Linked DNA regions of Mus musculus: all the other regions are linked to region 3. Evidence: chromatin contacts called from public promoter capture Hi-C data. All regions are on one chromosome and are shown on one strand. The core of a region is the stretch at or near the end of the contact, and the rest is flanking DNA. Distances in the headings are between cores, read along the strand shown.

The links. Promoter capture Hi-C pulls out the DNA fragments that hold promoters and counts their contacts. Capture Hi-C pulls out chosen DNA fragments and counts their contacts.
Region 1: a contact with region 3 is called in a promoter capture Hi-C map of liver, with 6 times the contacts expected there. The contact joins the promoter of Rasgrp4 here to the promoter of Zfp780b in region 3. A contact is called at or near these places in 1 of 39 promoter capture datasets (liver) and 1 of 115 datasets of contacts at active chromatin or transcription factors (microglia).
Region 2: a contact with region 3 is called in a promoter capture Hi-C map of liver, with 5 times the contacts expected there. The contact joins the promoter of Zfp420 here to the promoter of Zfp780b in region 3. A contact is called at or near these places in 5 of 39 promoter capture datasets (the C10 cell line, hippocampal neurons, liver and 1 more), 1 of 115 datasets of contacts at active chromatin or transcription factors (bone marrow-derived macrophages) and 1 of 9 other capture datasets (liver).
Region 4: a contact with region 3 is called in a promoter capture Hi-C map of liver, with 2.7 times the contacts expected there. The contact joins the promoter of Dpf1 here to the promoter of Zfp780b in region 3. A contact is called at or near these places in 2 of 39 promoter capture datasets (both in liver) and 1 of 9 other capture datasets (pancreatic islet).

What each region holds. Positions count from the first base shown.
Region 1 is chr7:29,133,443-29,137,095 of GRCm38.p6, reverse strand. Rasgrp4 (RAS guanyl releasing protein 4) reads right to left here and starts at 2,163. Exons shown (of 17, transcript NM_145149.4): 1 at 2,001-2,163. The coding sequence starts at 2,023.
Region 2 is chr7:29,858,325-29,861,817 of GRCm38.p6, reverse strand. It overlaps Zfp420 (zinc finger protein 420), which reads right to left and starts at 1,839. Exons shown (of 4, transcript NM_172740.2): 1 at 1,725-1,839; 2 at 750-802.
Region 3 is chr7:27,977,603-27,980,890 of GRCm38.p6, reverse strand. It overlaps Zfp780b (zinc finger protein 780B), which reads left to right and starts at 1,734. Exons shown (of 6, transcript NM_001081021.1): 1 at 1,734-1,801.
Region 4 is chr7:29,306,411-29,309,832 of GRCm38.p6, reverse strand. Dpf1 (D4, zinc and double PHD fingers family 1) reads right to left here and starts at 1,832. Exons shown (of 12, transcript NM_001368371.1): 1 at 1,735-1,832; 2 at 262-422; 3 at 81-188. The coding sequence starts at 1,763.

The DNA.
Region 1 (3,653 bases), core at 914-3,413, 1.2 Mb before region 3:
CCTGTTATCCTCCGTTATTGCCACAAAAATTTCCTCTTGACAATATAGTCCCAAAGCATCATAATTTTGCAGTAAGTAGACCCCCAGGGTTTATCCTAGGACCCGAGGTCCAACCCCTGACGACTTCCCAAGGTGTCTCACGAGTTGGTCTTCAGGTTTCTTCCAAAGCCAGAATGTTCCCCCCCCAATCCAATTCCATAGAAGTGATACTTCTGTGTCCCAGTAATGGAGATGACCTATGTGGTCAGGCCTCTTGGAATCTACCCCACCACCCCATTCATTCCTGCAAGGCAGAATACCCCTCATCCAAGCTAGTTTTCGAACACCCAAGAGTCTTAGCCTCTAGCCTGCTCCCCACATTTTTTGAGCCAGGAGAGGAAGTAGACCAGAGCCTTCTCACAGGCTCCTGAGAGCTAGGCAGGATCCCTGGGGCCACAGCAGCTTCAAGGAAAGTTTAAAAATAACCTTTCCTGTCATATGCCTCCCTCGGTGCCTGCCCCAGGTGAGGAAAAAGGGGTGGTGGGAAGAAGGGAGGGCCAGAGGAAAGGATTCGAGGCTAGTCTTCAGACTCATCCAGAACTGGGTTCCAGAAATTTCTGATGGCTGTGTGCCTTTTAATAAGTGACCCAATGTCCTTCTGGCCCTTGCTTTCTTCATAGGAAAAGGTAGACTCATCCTTGGATTTCCCCCAGATGTTAGAACATCTGGATCCTCAAAGGGACCCGGCTGATGGGGCAGCTGACCTCCAGATAGGAAAAGAAAGCTGCACGTTGTGATGCTCTCTTGTAATCCTAGCTGCCTGGGAAACGGAGGCAGGGGGATTGCACGTTTAAGGCCAGCTTGGGCTTCAGAGCAAAACTCTCAACACAAAGACAAAAACAAAACACCACCTCAAAAACAAAAACAAACAAAACAAAACAAGACAGAAGGAGTTAGCCTGCCTTTCCGCATGGCATGGGTGTGAAATCACAAACAGGGACATCCTACAATAAAATCTGCCTTGTCTCCTGCAGCAGCATCAAAGGGGCTGTTAAATGTTAAATAAAGTGCACACCTGTTGCACAGCATCGACTAGAACGCAGGCTGAGCACTCTGTAAAAGATCAGGGTCTTGTGTTTTTTGTTTGTTTCTTGTTTTTTTTTTTTTTGTTTGTTTGTTTAGGTGCCCACACCAAGAACCAAAAGATTATCTTCCTGTGCGTTCCACCTAAGCACAGCATCTGAGGCTAGCCCACCCACAGTCTCACAGAATCTAAAACTTTCCGGGTGAGTCCAACGGCCTGTGCTTTTCAAGCCCTCTAAGTGGCTGTGCAATTAAAGACCCTCTGGAGTGGTAGCCAAGGTAACTCTGACAGAAGCGGGAACTGAGAAAGAGTACTGGAGTAACTTACCTAAGGCCACTCGGGCAGAGGATGAGATAGCAAGGATCCTCTCACTATACTGAATCCCTTTGCTCATCAGGTCATGCCAGGGAAGCGAGCTATCCAGGTTGGGGACCCAGCACCATCCCTCCTTAAGGGGTCAGGTGGGCAAGCAATGCCAGGAGACAGAAATCCGTTTGAGATCCTGCTGCCCCCTTACCTGCAGACCGGCAGCCCCCGGGAGTGTCTGGAGCAGCCAGGAGTGGTTTAAGAGTCAGGGAAGCTGCCTAGACCTACGTCATGAACCTCTCTCCTGGGACCCGGTCCTGCAGGAGCCTGGAGTTTCCAGTCCGGGGTGAGGGTGGGGGGCAGTGACCATAATAGGGAACAGAGAAGACCCCGGGGAAGACAGGGGCAGCCAGCTGAGGGAGCTAGGATGGAGAGACATAGGTCAGCTCAAACTCCAGGGAGAGACAGCAGCAGTAACGCAGGCTCAGGTGCTCAGCTCCCTGAAGCATCTCATTCTTGGACTCCACTAGAGCGGGTCTTGGAGGAGTCCCAAGACCCCTCTCCCACTCCCCACAGCCAGCGGCGCCAGGACTTTGGCTCTCCCAGGTCTCCTTGGGAAGGGTCCTCTTACCTTTTGATGTCTTTCCGGTTCATGTTTCTTGGAGGGGATGGGGAGGGTCGGGGGGGTGGGGTGGGGGCTCCTGACAGGAGTGTGATCAGGTTCCTTCCCTAACCAGATTGTCAGGCTCCGGGGAGCTGGAGCGTCCACCGAGTTTAGGAAGGAAAGAGGAACTGCCCCTCCCCACCCACCCCTAGGCCAGGGGGAAGGAAGAGGCTGGGGAGAGACCAAAGGCTCCCCTCCCCCTCACGGGGGATCCCTGCCTGCTGAGGTTTCCGGTGCTGCCTACCCCTCAGCGGGTTCGCTATCTATCGCTCCATCTTCCTTTCTCCCCCGTCTCTGTCACGCACGCACACACGCACACACACACACACACACACACACACACACACACACACACACACACACACACACACAGTTTTAAAAAGTGTGTAAAAACAGGCTCAAAAGAAAAGTCTGCATTTCTCTTTGCTTTTCTATCTCTCCCCTCTTTCCCTCCCTCTCCCCCCCACCCCGCCCCCTTCCTTCTCTCAAGTTAGATTCTCCTGAAGCTCACAGCTCAGGCTGGCCTTACAGCAGCAGCAAACCTCCCGAATGAGAACGAAGCAGGATTCATCCTCCCATATGCTGGGATTACAGGTGTGAACAGCAGGGCTGGTTTGAAGGACACCGTTTATACCTGGAAAACATTTTCACTTTATTACCCTCATTGTAAAATCCTTTATGTAGCACCTACTGTGCACCATATACTTCTCTAAGGTTTGGGGAGTTTTATTTCCTTATTATTTTCTAAAGGCATATTCCCCTTTTGCTGTATTTTATTTTTACTTGGAATCATGTGTATGTGTGGGTCTTTATGTGGGTGTGTTTGGTGCTCTTGGGGAGGCTAGAAACATCAGATCCCCCTGGAGCGGGGGTTCCAGGTAGTCCTGAGTCACACACAGAGCACAGGTACTGGGAACTAAACTCAGGTCTTCTGCAAGAGCAGGGCAGCCTCTTGGTTTTCATCTTGATATTGACTCTGCACTGCACTGCTTTTTGTTGTAGTGGTGTGTGTGTGTGTGTGTGTGTGTGTGTGTGTGTGTGTGTGTGTGTGTTAATTTTTAATGTAGATCAGACTAACCTCATATTCTTCTTGTAGCTGAGTAGCTGAGGATAACCTACCTCCATCACCTGAGTGCTGGAATTGTGCCTGGTTCACACAGTGATGAGGACTGAAGTTAGGGCTTGGTATGTTCCGGGCAAGCATCCTACTAACCAAGCTTCCCCCTCTACTCCCAAGGTTATCTTTTTATAATAAAAAATGTTACGGATAGAGGTAAGCCGTAAGCCATCTTTGTTTGTTTGTTTGTTTGTTTTTCAAGACAGGGTTTCTCTGTATAGCCTTGGCTGTCCTGGAACTCACTTTGTAGACCAGGCTGGCCTCGAACTCAGAAATCCGCCTGCCTCTGTCTCCTGAGTGCTGGGATTAAAGGCGTGTGCCACCATGCCCGGCACCGTAAGCCATCTTCACAGCTCCTTTGTACTGTTTCAAAGCAGAAAAAATGTTGATGTTCAGTTTTTGGAGACAGAGTTTCTGGAACTAGCTTTGTAGGCCAGGGTGGCCTCGAACTCAGAGATCCTTCTGCCTCAGTCTTCTGAGTGCTAGGATTTAAGGTGGGCACC
Region 2 (3,493 bases), core at 590-3,089, 1.9 Mb before region 3:
TCAAATGCACACAAATAGAAGACTTCATTTACTAAATAAACAAAAACAAAACAAAACTGAAGGTTGAAGTAAGAATTTGACTAGTTGGCGCTATAAAGCAAGATGGTACTGAAAATATAAAAATTAAAAAAGCTAAGACCCTCGGTGGTTGTGGCGCATGCCTTTAATGTCAGCACTCAGGGGGCAGAAGCAGGGGAATTTCTGAGTTCAAGGCCAGCCAGGTCCACAGAGTGAGTTCTAGGACAGCCAAGGCTGCAAAGAGAAACCCTGTCTCAAAAAGAAAACCAAACCAAACCAAAACCAAAACAAAAAACTGAAACAAAAGCTAAATTCTCCCAAAAGTTACATAAATAGTACAAGAATGCTCTTTCTTTTAATTTGAGCATCAAATCCATTCTTTATAAATGTATCCAGTATTGGAAAACATCTATTACAAATTACACATTTTCATTACTCTCAAAATATAAACATCAAATGCCATTGAGTTAATGCATGCCTTTAACCCAGAACTTGGAAGGAAGAGGACGATGGGTCTTTATGATTTCAAGGCCAGTGTGTACTACATAAAGAGGTTCAAACCAGGCAGAGACCTGCCTCAAAAATAAGTAAATAGGAATAAATAAATTGCCTTGTTCCTCCATTATAAGAGAAGACTTGGGTAGGAGACAGTCACAAAAACAACAATAAAGTAAAACAAAGATCGTTTTCTGACATGATAAAGGCTGTTGAGGAGACAAATATCTGCTTACCTCAAACTTCCCTTCTAGATGGACAATGGCCATTTTTCCTCTTCTGTGTTGTACTTTGAGAATAAAAAAGTTAAATGAGATGCTATGTTGTTCTTGCCATATACTCTGAATTAGAGACAACCTCTTCCTCCGTCCCCACAGAGGGGTTAAGTCTTTACATTCTGGGAGTAATTGGGGAGAGACAAAGTCACAAGCAACTCAGGATCCTTTGGTAGATTCATGGTGGGGACCCCCCATGAATTCCAACAAAATTTCACCGTTGTACCCTACCACATCAGGGAAGGATCACAGGTAGAAACAAGAAAATTTCCACAGTCACATTGCTAGTGTCACAATTTACACTGTCAGAGCTACACCGTTGGAGCACTAACTCGTATATAGGACCCAAGCATGTACAATAACCAAACATTCTGTCAGGGACAAATACTGTCAGCGACATTCTTTTACAAGGGTGAACTTCTACTTTCTTTACAATCATGAGTACAGCACACAGCATCCTACAGTCACACACATACACACACGTACACACATAAACACACACGCATACATTCATACACACGCACTCACACAGTCACCCAAATGGGAGAACACTATAAAAGTCACAGGCGACGGAAACAAGCAATCGTAATCTCAGTGACACTATCACACATGTCTTCCGAGGCAAGCCAGTTATGCACAGGATACCAGGTACATCAACAACCTCAGAGTGACATAAACATCTAAATACCTCGCTATAACAGCACCGTTTCTCCACCATACACGTGGGCCGACACCATCAGTCCCAGAAACATCTCTAGTGAGATAAGCAACAATCACACACACCCTTGTGTGTCACAACTCATTCACACACAGCACGCCAACCACAAACCAAGGGTCGCAACAGGCTCCAAAAGCACAGGCTTGTGGCGTATACACGGGAGACACCGCCACCTAATGCCACAGACACGTCCTCCAGACGTTCCTCAGCACGCTCACCTCCGAGGGAAGCTCAGGGTCCCGCCTCCTGCGCCGGGCTCCACTACAGGCAGCCTGCTCTATGGGATGCTTAGGAGATCCTCCAGACACAACCCTCTCGTGACGCAAGTACCCCGAACTCTCGCCAGGAAACGGAAACGGCGTTCTGCTCCCGGTGGCTCTGGGAAATGTAGTCCAATGGCTGGGGCCAATGCCTGCCCCCCCCTCCCTCCCCTCCACCTTCTCTCTCACCCCTCCCTCTTTCCCTTCCACCTCTCCCCTCCCTTCCCCCTCTCTCCTTCCAAACCGCTCCTCTTTCCTCCCTCTCTCCCCCCAATCGCAATATTTGTGAGGTGATTTATACCTGTGGTAATGAGATTTTATACCACATGTGGGGTTGCTCAACAGAGATTCAGCCACTGTAGTTTGTTTGTGAAGGGTCACTACATATTTCTGGAATAATTGACTAGTTGCTCATGATGATCTGTGTTATCTTTCACCTGTATCCACTTCCAAACGACTTTCAAAGAACCCTTAAGTTTCCACTTCATTGGTTTGAAGGAGAATGGCCCCCACAGGCTCATATATTTGGATGTTGGTTCTCAGTTAGGAGATGTGGCCTTGTTGCAGGGGTGTACCTCTGTAGGTGGGCTTTGAGGGTTCAAGCCCAAGTGAGGCCTTAGAATCAGATGTGAGTTCTCACCTACTTGCTCTAGGGCAGAGCCTGCCTGATGCCATATTTCCTACCATGTTGACCACAGACTCACCCTCTGAAACTGTCTGCAAGCCTCTAATTAAAAGTGTTTTTTTCTTTTTTTCAGCCAGGCAGGGCTGACACACTCCTTTGATCCTAACACTTGGGAGGCAGAGGCCAGCAGATCTCTAAATTCAAGGCCAGTCTGGTCTACAGAGCAAGTTCTAGGAGAGCCAGGGCAATACAGAGAAACTCTGTCTTGAAAAAACAAAAGTATTTTTTCCTCCCAGAGGCAGAGTTAGGTGAATCTCTGAATTTGAGGCCAGTCTGGTCTATAGAACAAAGTCTAGGATACTCAGGGTTACACAGAAAGACTCTGTCTCTCTCATTCATATATATATATATATTTTTTTTTCCAGTAAGCTTGTATTTTTCAAAACCAACTTAAGTGTGCTTAAATGCTTTAACCTCCCTTCTAGCCTACCACCCACCAGAGGCAGTGGAAAGGAAAGGTTAATAGGGCAGAGGAGGATGTGGGCTGTTTAGAAATAGTTCTTTGGGGCAATCCCAGTCTTTGTTGTCAGGATAGCAGCAGGCAGTTCAATTCACAGGAATCAGCAGTGGTAGCTCGACTCACTTGTAAGCAATATTCACGAATCAGCCATAGCAGTGGCTTGCGTCCATCCAGAAGAAACCTCAAGGCTCTTCCAAATTGGCCAGAGTCCACAGAAGCAGCAAGAAGCCACTGGAATGCCACCGGAAGTTCTTTGGTGTGTTTCTCTCTACGAAATCACAACAAACGGTGACTAGCAAAGAATAGCAAGATGACCCACTGTCACCCAACACCTATGTCTGTTGGGTTATACTTATACCCTTTTCAAACATCACATGTTCTCTCAAGCATCTGCTAACAAAACATCACATGCCTTCTTTCCAAGTAGCTTCCAGAAAAACACCACGTGTCTGTTCTCAGCAAAACAACTTCCCACATGTCTGCTTCAGCACAACCATAAGACAGTTTCCAGAAAACTATCCATGTCACAAAGAGACCAGAACTTTCCACTTCATTTTCCTGTGTTGCCTTAGTCATGGGGTC
Region 3 (3,288 bases), core at 485-2,984:
ACAAAAAGACATCAGTCTATACTTGAAGAGAAACTTAACCAACAGATGTGCTCACAGAAATCATTTTTTTTGTGTGTAGAGTAAAAAATGGGCCTTGTACACAAGTATGGTCTTCGAAGGAGACTAGGGACCATTTCTGCTACATGTGTGTAAATGAAAGCAGTAATTTCAAAGCGTCTGGATTTCATTACATTTTAACTGTCTCCATTTTGATATGTTTTCTAATTCAATTATGCCCTATTGCTTTTCTGTCTGTTCTATTCATTATTGAGGTTGAAAATTATTGAGGTGATGGTGGATTTGGATGTCATTCTTTTTTTTTCTTTTCTTTCTTTCTTTCTTTTTTTTTTTTTTTTAAAGATTTATTATTATTGTATGTAACTACACTGTAGATGTCTTCAGACACACCATAAGAGGGCGTCAGATCTCATTAGGGATGGTTGTGAGCTACAATGTGGTTGCTGGGATTTGAACTCAGGACCTTCAGAAGAGCAGTCAGTGCTGTTAACCACTGAGCCATCCCTCCAGCCCTCACAATTTGATCTCCCCCCACCCCCACCCCCTGCTTCTTTTCTTATTTATTAGATATTTTCTTTATTTACATTTCAAATGCTATCCTGAAAGTTCCCTATACCCTCCCCCCTGCCCTGCTCCCCTACCCACTCACTCCCACTTCTTGGCCCTGGCGTTCCCCTGTACTGGGGCATATAAACTTTGCAAGACCAAGGGGTCTCTCTTCCCAATGACGGCCAACTAGGCCATTTTCTGGCTGTCATTCTTATTACTACCTTATTACTTACCAGGCTTTCCCCCTGCTTCGTGCCTGAAGCTGCGCTATTAGTACTTTTAGTTTATTTTAGTTTTTAGGGAGGGTTTCACTCTATACTTGTAGCTGGCTTCAGTCTCACACACATGCAGTGAGCTGTGCCTCCCCTTTGCTGGGATAAAAGGCATGTCTTACCACGCGCAGCCATGTTTATTATACTTGATGACTTGGCCTCTTTATTTACACTGGCAATGTTGTGTCCCCAGTCTGTCTCGATTATCAAATCAACCTGAGTCTTCATTACGGTCACTCGTAATCTTCTAGAGTACTGAACTTTAACATATTTTCTGTAGTTGATACTCGGTTGAGTCTGACTTGTTTTCAAATCCTCCTTGTTTTCATCCTTCAACGTGAGGTAAATTACTGTCTAACGGACACGACTCAGTTGAAACTTTCTGATGTGTTCCTCACTCACCGTTTTCTATCTAGGTAACAGGGACCCTGAACTCAGGGAGGGTCCAGAACACCTGGCTGTCTGAAATCGCTGATGTAAACTATCCACGTTTAACACCAACAATTCTTTAGTTTAGTCTTTCCAAATTTACCATAGTCCCTACCAGGTCACAGCGAGGTGGAATCCCACTCAGTGGGACTCAAGTCACTTATATCCCATTCTGATCTTACTTCCTGTTCTGCTTGTCAGTCCGCTCCAGGGAAGAGAAAAATCAGTGGCGCGCAGAAGCGGAAGTACCTTTTGAGCACCACACGGGAGCTTTTAAAGGCTGTGCCTTTTTGGAAAAACCCCTGACACCACCAGGCGCAGCTCCCAGGTGGGCTGGTCCCAGTAGCAAGCTCGGATCGCCCTGAACCTCTGAGCTCTGGGCTTCCCGGAGTTCCGCCGCAAGGACTACATTTCCCAGGGTCCACCGCACCGGAAGTAACGGATCGAATTCCGGTGTCGTGTATCGCTCCCTTGAAAAGTCAGGTTTTTCTCGTAGGTGGAAGAAATCGCTCTATGGCCTACGTCCTCACAGAGTAAGATCGGAGCCAGCATGCTGGGTGTGGGTGTGGGATGGATGTTGATATTTGTGTGAGTGTGTAGGGGCGGTGATGTGTGTGTCTGTTTCTCTGTATGTATACGCACCTTGAGCACTCTGCATCTCCTGTGTCACTATGCTTGTAGCTTTCTGCTCCTGCTTTCTCTTGCAGGCACAGGGGCTGAAGCAAGGAAAGATCAGGTGCAGAGTCTGAAGGGAAGCTTCCTTTGAGGTACATGAGTAGCTGAGGCCGGAAGTGCCTCCGAGGGGCCCCTAGGGGGATAAGATCCCTAGGTTTCCCTGAGCTGTAGCAATGCGAGTGTTGCGGGAAGGGAGGGAAAGTGCTCATTGAGGATGCTCTCAGATCTAGTTTGGGATCTCAGGCTTCCTTGGGCTCCCCACAGGCTCCCCATTTCGGCCATTATTCCAAAGGAGGGCTAGAGAAGCATGAGATCTTTATTGCTACTCAGCTAAGACTCAAGGGCGAAGTTTGTGCTTTCTCTCCGTGTGAGAAACGAGGCTTTAGGTTTAGACTATAGAATTGTCAGTAAATGAAGGAGTAACAGACAAACTGATAGCTCCAACTTTGTGGCTCTTACATTGTTCGTTCTCCTCCCAATTAGTATTCTCACTATTGTTTCAGTGATCCTTGATATCTCTCAATAATCAGACCTTTCCCCTAGACTTTATAGATAAGAATCTCCAGAGGTTAACCTTAGGAATCTCAAACTCAAACCAATTCCTATCCATGGCATCACATAGCAGATGGACTTTGATCTTTATAGACCTTCCTTTCAAAGCAGGGGGACTTCAGGGGTGCTGGTGCTGCTTGTATTTAATGCTAAATACTGGCTCCCAAGATCTGGTGTCCCCCCCCCCCCACCCTTCGCCATGAGCAGATCCTCACATACTCCAAGTGATGCTATGTGAACTTTGCTCCCCAGCTTAAAACCTGAGTTTAAATAAAACTAGCCACAGCCAGTTCCTGAGAGGAATAGAGAGAGGTAGAGTTTGAGTAACTGAGCTGTGGGTCTCAAGTAGGCACCACCAGGGGAGGAGAGAGAACAGAGGCAGAGCACAGGGGAGGAAAAGACTAGAGAACAGGAGGTCTCCAAGAGCTGGACCAACCGTTCCTGACAGAGTGATATGCCTCCCGGGGACACCAGACGGCTGGAGCAGAAGTAGCCCTGGAAGTTTGAAACAGCAAGGATTTGGGAAGTGCAGTCGAGCCAGTCGCCAGACTGTCATTTAGAGATATAGATTAGGGTCATCCCGCAGTAATTGCACAGAACCTAATAAATAAATATGGTAGTTTGAGTCTCATTCACTTAAGGTTAGATGGGATGTGTTTAATAGGTGTTCTGTACAGGGGAAAATGTAGGTGGTAGACGATTTCTGTTCACTCTTGAGAACTTTGGGAGTGGAAAAGTGATAGCACTGAATTTGGCATCTTTGAGAGCTAGTGATTTTCTGACTCTGTGTGTG
Region 4 (3,422 bases), core at 583-3,082, 1.3 Mb before region 3:
CGAAGTTCAGCCGGGGAGCAGGGAGGGCTGAAGGCCTTGATTGGGGCCACAGCAGGCGCAGGGGACACAGCTCCACCCACCGATCTTGTACTCGCAGGGCCGGAGCCTGGGGTCCTCCAGGATGTTGAGTCTCCGTTTCTTCCTCCAACAGCGGGCGGGGTAAGTGTAGATCTGTCCCGGGGCCAAACCTGGAGGAGAGAGGCTGTGAAAGTGAGGTCCCCGGACTCAGGCCCCGCCCCACCCCAGCCTCGCGGCGAGTACCAGGCCCGCGGTGGGTCTTCTCCATCCAGATGTAGCAGTTGTTCTGGGCCACTCCGGTCTGCGAGTCGAGGAAAGGCAGGCGCAGGCTGCGCTCGGCACACAGGCGCGCGTTGTAGCTGCGACAGTGCTCGATGGCCTCCCGGTAGAAGTCCTCGCCAAGGCTGTGGGGGCGGGCGAGCAGCGGGCGGGCGGCTGTCAGCAAGGGCTAGTGCAGGGAGGCCCAGCACCCTCCCGCGGCTGCCCGTTCCCACTGCTCCGCAAAGGGCAAGCCGGCCAGGTCCACCTTCACCTCCCCCATCTTCTCCCACCCCTCTGGATCCGGGGGCGGGGCAGGGTGCTGGCAGGGAAGCAGCTACCTAAAACTTGATTATGTCTCGGGTTAAGAAGTGTTCACAGACAATATAAAAACAAACCAAAACATACCGGGACCCATCCACACATGAACGTAGCCAAACACCCAATACAAACAAATCGCACATGGCCACACGGGATTCACACACAAAGAGAAACGTATCCCAATCTTCACAAAGGAGTAGCAAACAAATTCTCTCTGTCACACAGACACACATCTCTTGCAGAACACAAATAATCCAAATCAAAAAAAGCCATAGAACTACCTATGAATGTCATGTATCCAGAGACCCAGATGGTTCCAGAGACAGCTTATCCACAAAGACCCACAACATGGAAACACACCACACAACACTCATCCCAACAGTCACACAATGTCAAAAGATAGGGACCCTATAAACATTTACATATGCGCTTACATATCCATCCAAAGACACTCCAGCCAAACACACAATACAAAGACATCACTGAGATTTTCAAGGGTACACATACACAGAAACCCCAAATTTAAAATGCATCCCCAAATACACAGGTACACGCCTTGGAAACAGAGGGGCAGTCAGGTCTGCTCATGTTCACACAAAAATTTAGACCTATCCTCACACGTCCATATCCAAAGACACAGAACATAAATGGTGCAGATTCGCCAGACATGTGCACACACTTCGAGACCCAAATACTCAGATAGGTAGTGCAGAATAAAAGAAACCCTATACATACCCACACATTCAGCTACAAAGCAAAAAGCAATGTATAAGTCGCTCAACACACTCCACACCCCAAGACAAAGGTAGCGTGGATTCGAGTGTACCCAGGCCCCAGCTTCCCTAGACCATGTACCCTCTCTCAAACCCTGGCATCCCTGGGAGGGGACATGACCCCTTTCCCCTAAAAATCCTTGGAGACCCCTCCCCCACGCCCTCTCCCAGTCCTGGAGCAACGCGTCGGACATCATTCTTGCTAAACACCCTCAGTCACATACACTCGCACCCCCGCACGCGGTGACAGCCCCCTGACACCCCACCAGCCCCACCCCCAGCGGCCACACACATACACACGCGCGCGCGCGGCCGCACAGACCCGCCCGCGCCGACTCCCCCGCCTCGCGCCCACCCGCACCACCTCAGGGGGCTGGGGATGACCGTGGCCATCTTGCTCCCCGGGTCCTGCCCCCAGCAGGTCCCTGCCGGGTCGGTCCTCCCAGCGGTCGGGCGGGCGCTGAGGCCGCCCATCCATTCATTCCCAGGGGGCGGGAGCACGAGGATCTCAGCCAATCAGGATGGCAGGGCGGGCCGCCCAGGCCATGCCGGGAGTGGTAGTCCCTAGCGGGTCCTCCGACCCAGGGGGTGGGGTGGGGGAGGGATGGAGGATCTCGCAGTCGTTCACACACGCTCACTCACACGCACTTCCAGCCCCACGTGCACAGACGCATGCACGCACACACGCGCACATGGCAGCTTACACATAGTCACACTACACTCGCAGACTTCCATTCACCCCACCTTCACGCACAACCGGCCACAGGCGCGCGGGGACCTCGCAGGTGCCCACCCAGCTGTGTCACCAGCACGCCAAACGCCACCTAGCACTCCAAGCTGTAGAGAACCCATCGTGACTGAGAGATGACTCTCGCGGCCACCCCAGTCCACTCCTACGAAGGACTACAGAACTGCCTTCCTTCTTCCTGGCCTCAAATCCTCGCTTGTGGGACTTGGTGCGCATGACTTAAGCTAAGCGTTCTGGGCCTGTCTCAACGGACTGAAGATTACAATAGCAACAGGGTAAGTGACTGTTTTAGGGACAGCATCTTGCTGTTCAGCCCAAACTGGCCATTTTTCCTGTCTCTCCAAGTGCTGAAATTAGTGTGTGACGCCATACCAGGCAAGTGCTGGAATTAGTACCTGGCAGATACCTATAAATTCATTTATTCCACCGAGAAGATATCTACAAAGAGGATCTGATATGTACCAAGGCATAAAGTGGTTGCACTGTTATTAGGAAGAATAAATAGCCTGCCTTAGCAGGTGTTCAACAAATATTTGTTGAGTGAATACTTAACACTCACTATGTGCTTAACACAGCTCTCTCCAGGTTAAACCGGACTATCCTCATTTTCTAGAGAAGGGCTTTGAGATCCTGGGAGGAAACCTTACCTGTTCTCAGCCCCTGGCTGCTGTCTGGATATAGAATTCGTGTGCCTGCACACGTCCCTACAGGATCCTCCTTGCCTCCTTTTCTCTCCCACACTCTACCCTAAGAGATCCCCAGAGAATGAGCTGACCTACTGAATATCACACACACACACACACACACACACACACACACACACGACTCACACTCAGCCCCACCTCTGGGGAATAACTTAGCATTCTGATTAGAGTGGCAGCATAAATTAGCATATCAAGTGTTAATACAAAAAAAATTCTTGTCCAGCAGGGGGCGGTCCACCCATCATAAGTCTCAAGGTTTCCCGCACTTCACACACACAATACACCTCTAGACTGCTATAGCTCCCTTCCACAAATGTCCCCATCCACCCACCCACCCACCCATCTCAGGCGTCCCCCGGCACTGCAGGGTGTCTGATTTACGTCCTGCCCAGGAATAAATAAGGGGTGTGGGTACCCCTCACATAGTATCATCTCCAGACCATGCCATGATACGTCCAGTCTCCAGACCCAGTATTGAGCTCAGAGGGTCCTTGTCACAATCCTCTGCCACCCTCCAGATTCCCAGCACACCAACTTGATTTCGCAGCTCTACCTCAGCCCTTACACTCAGATCCTGTCACCTCTGAAGCCCAGGCTACT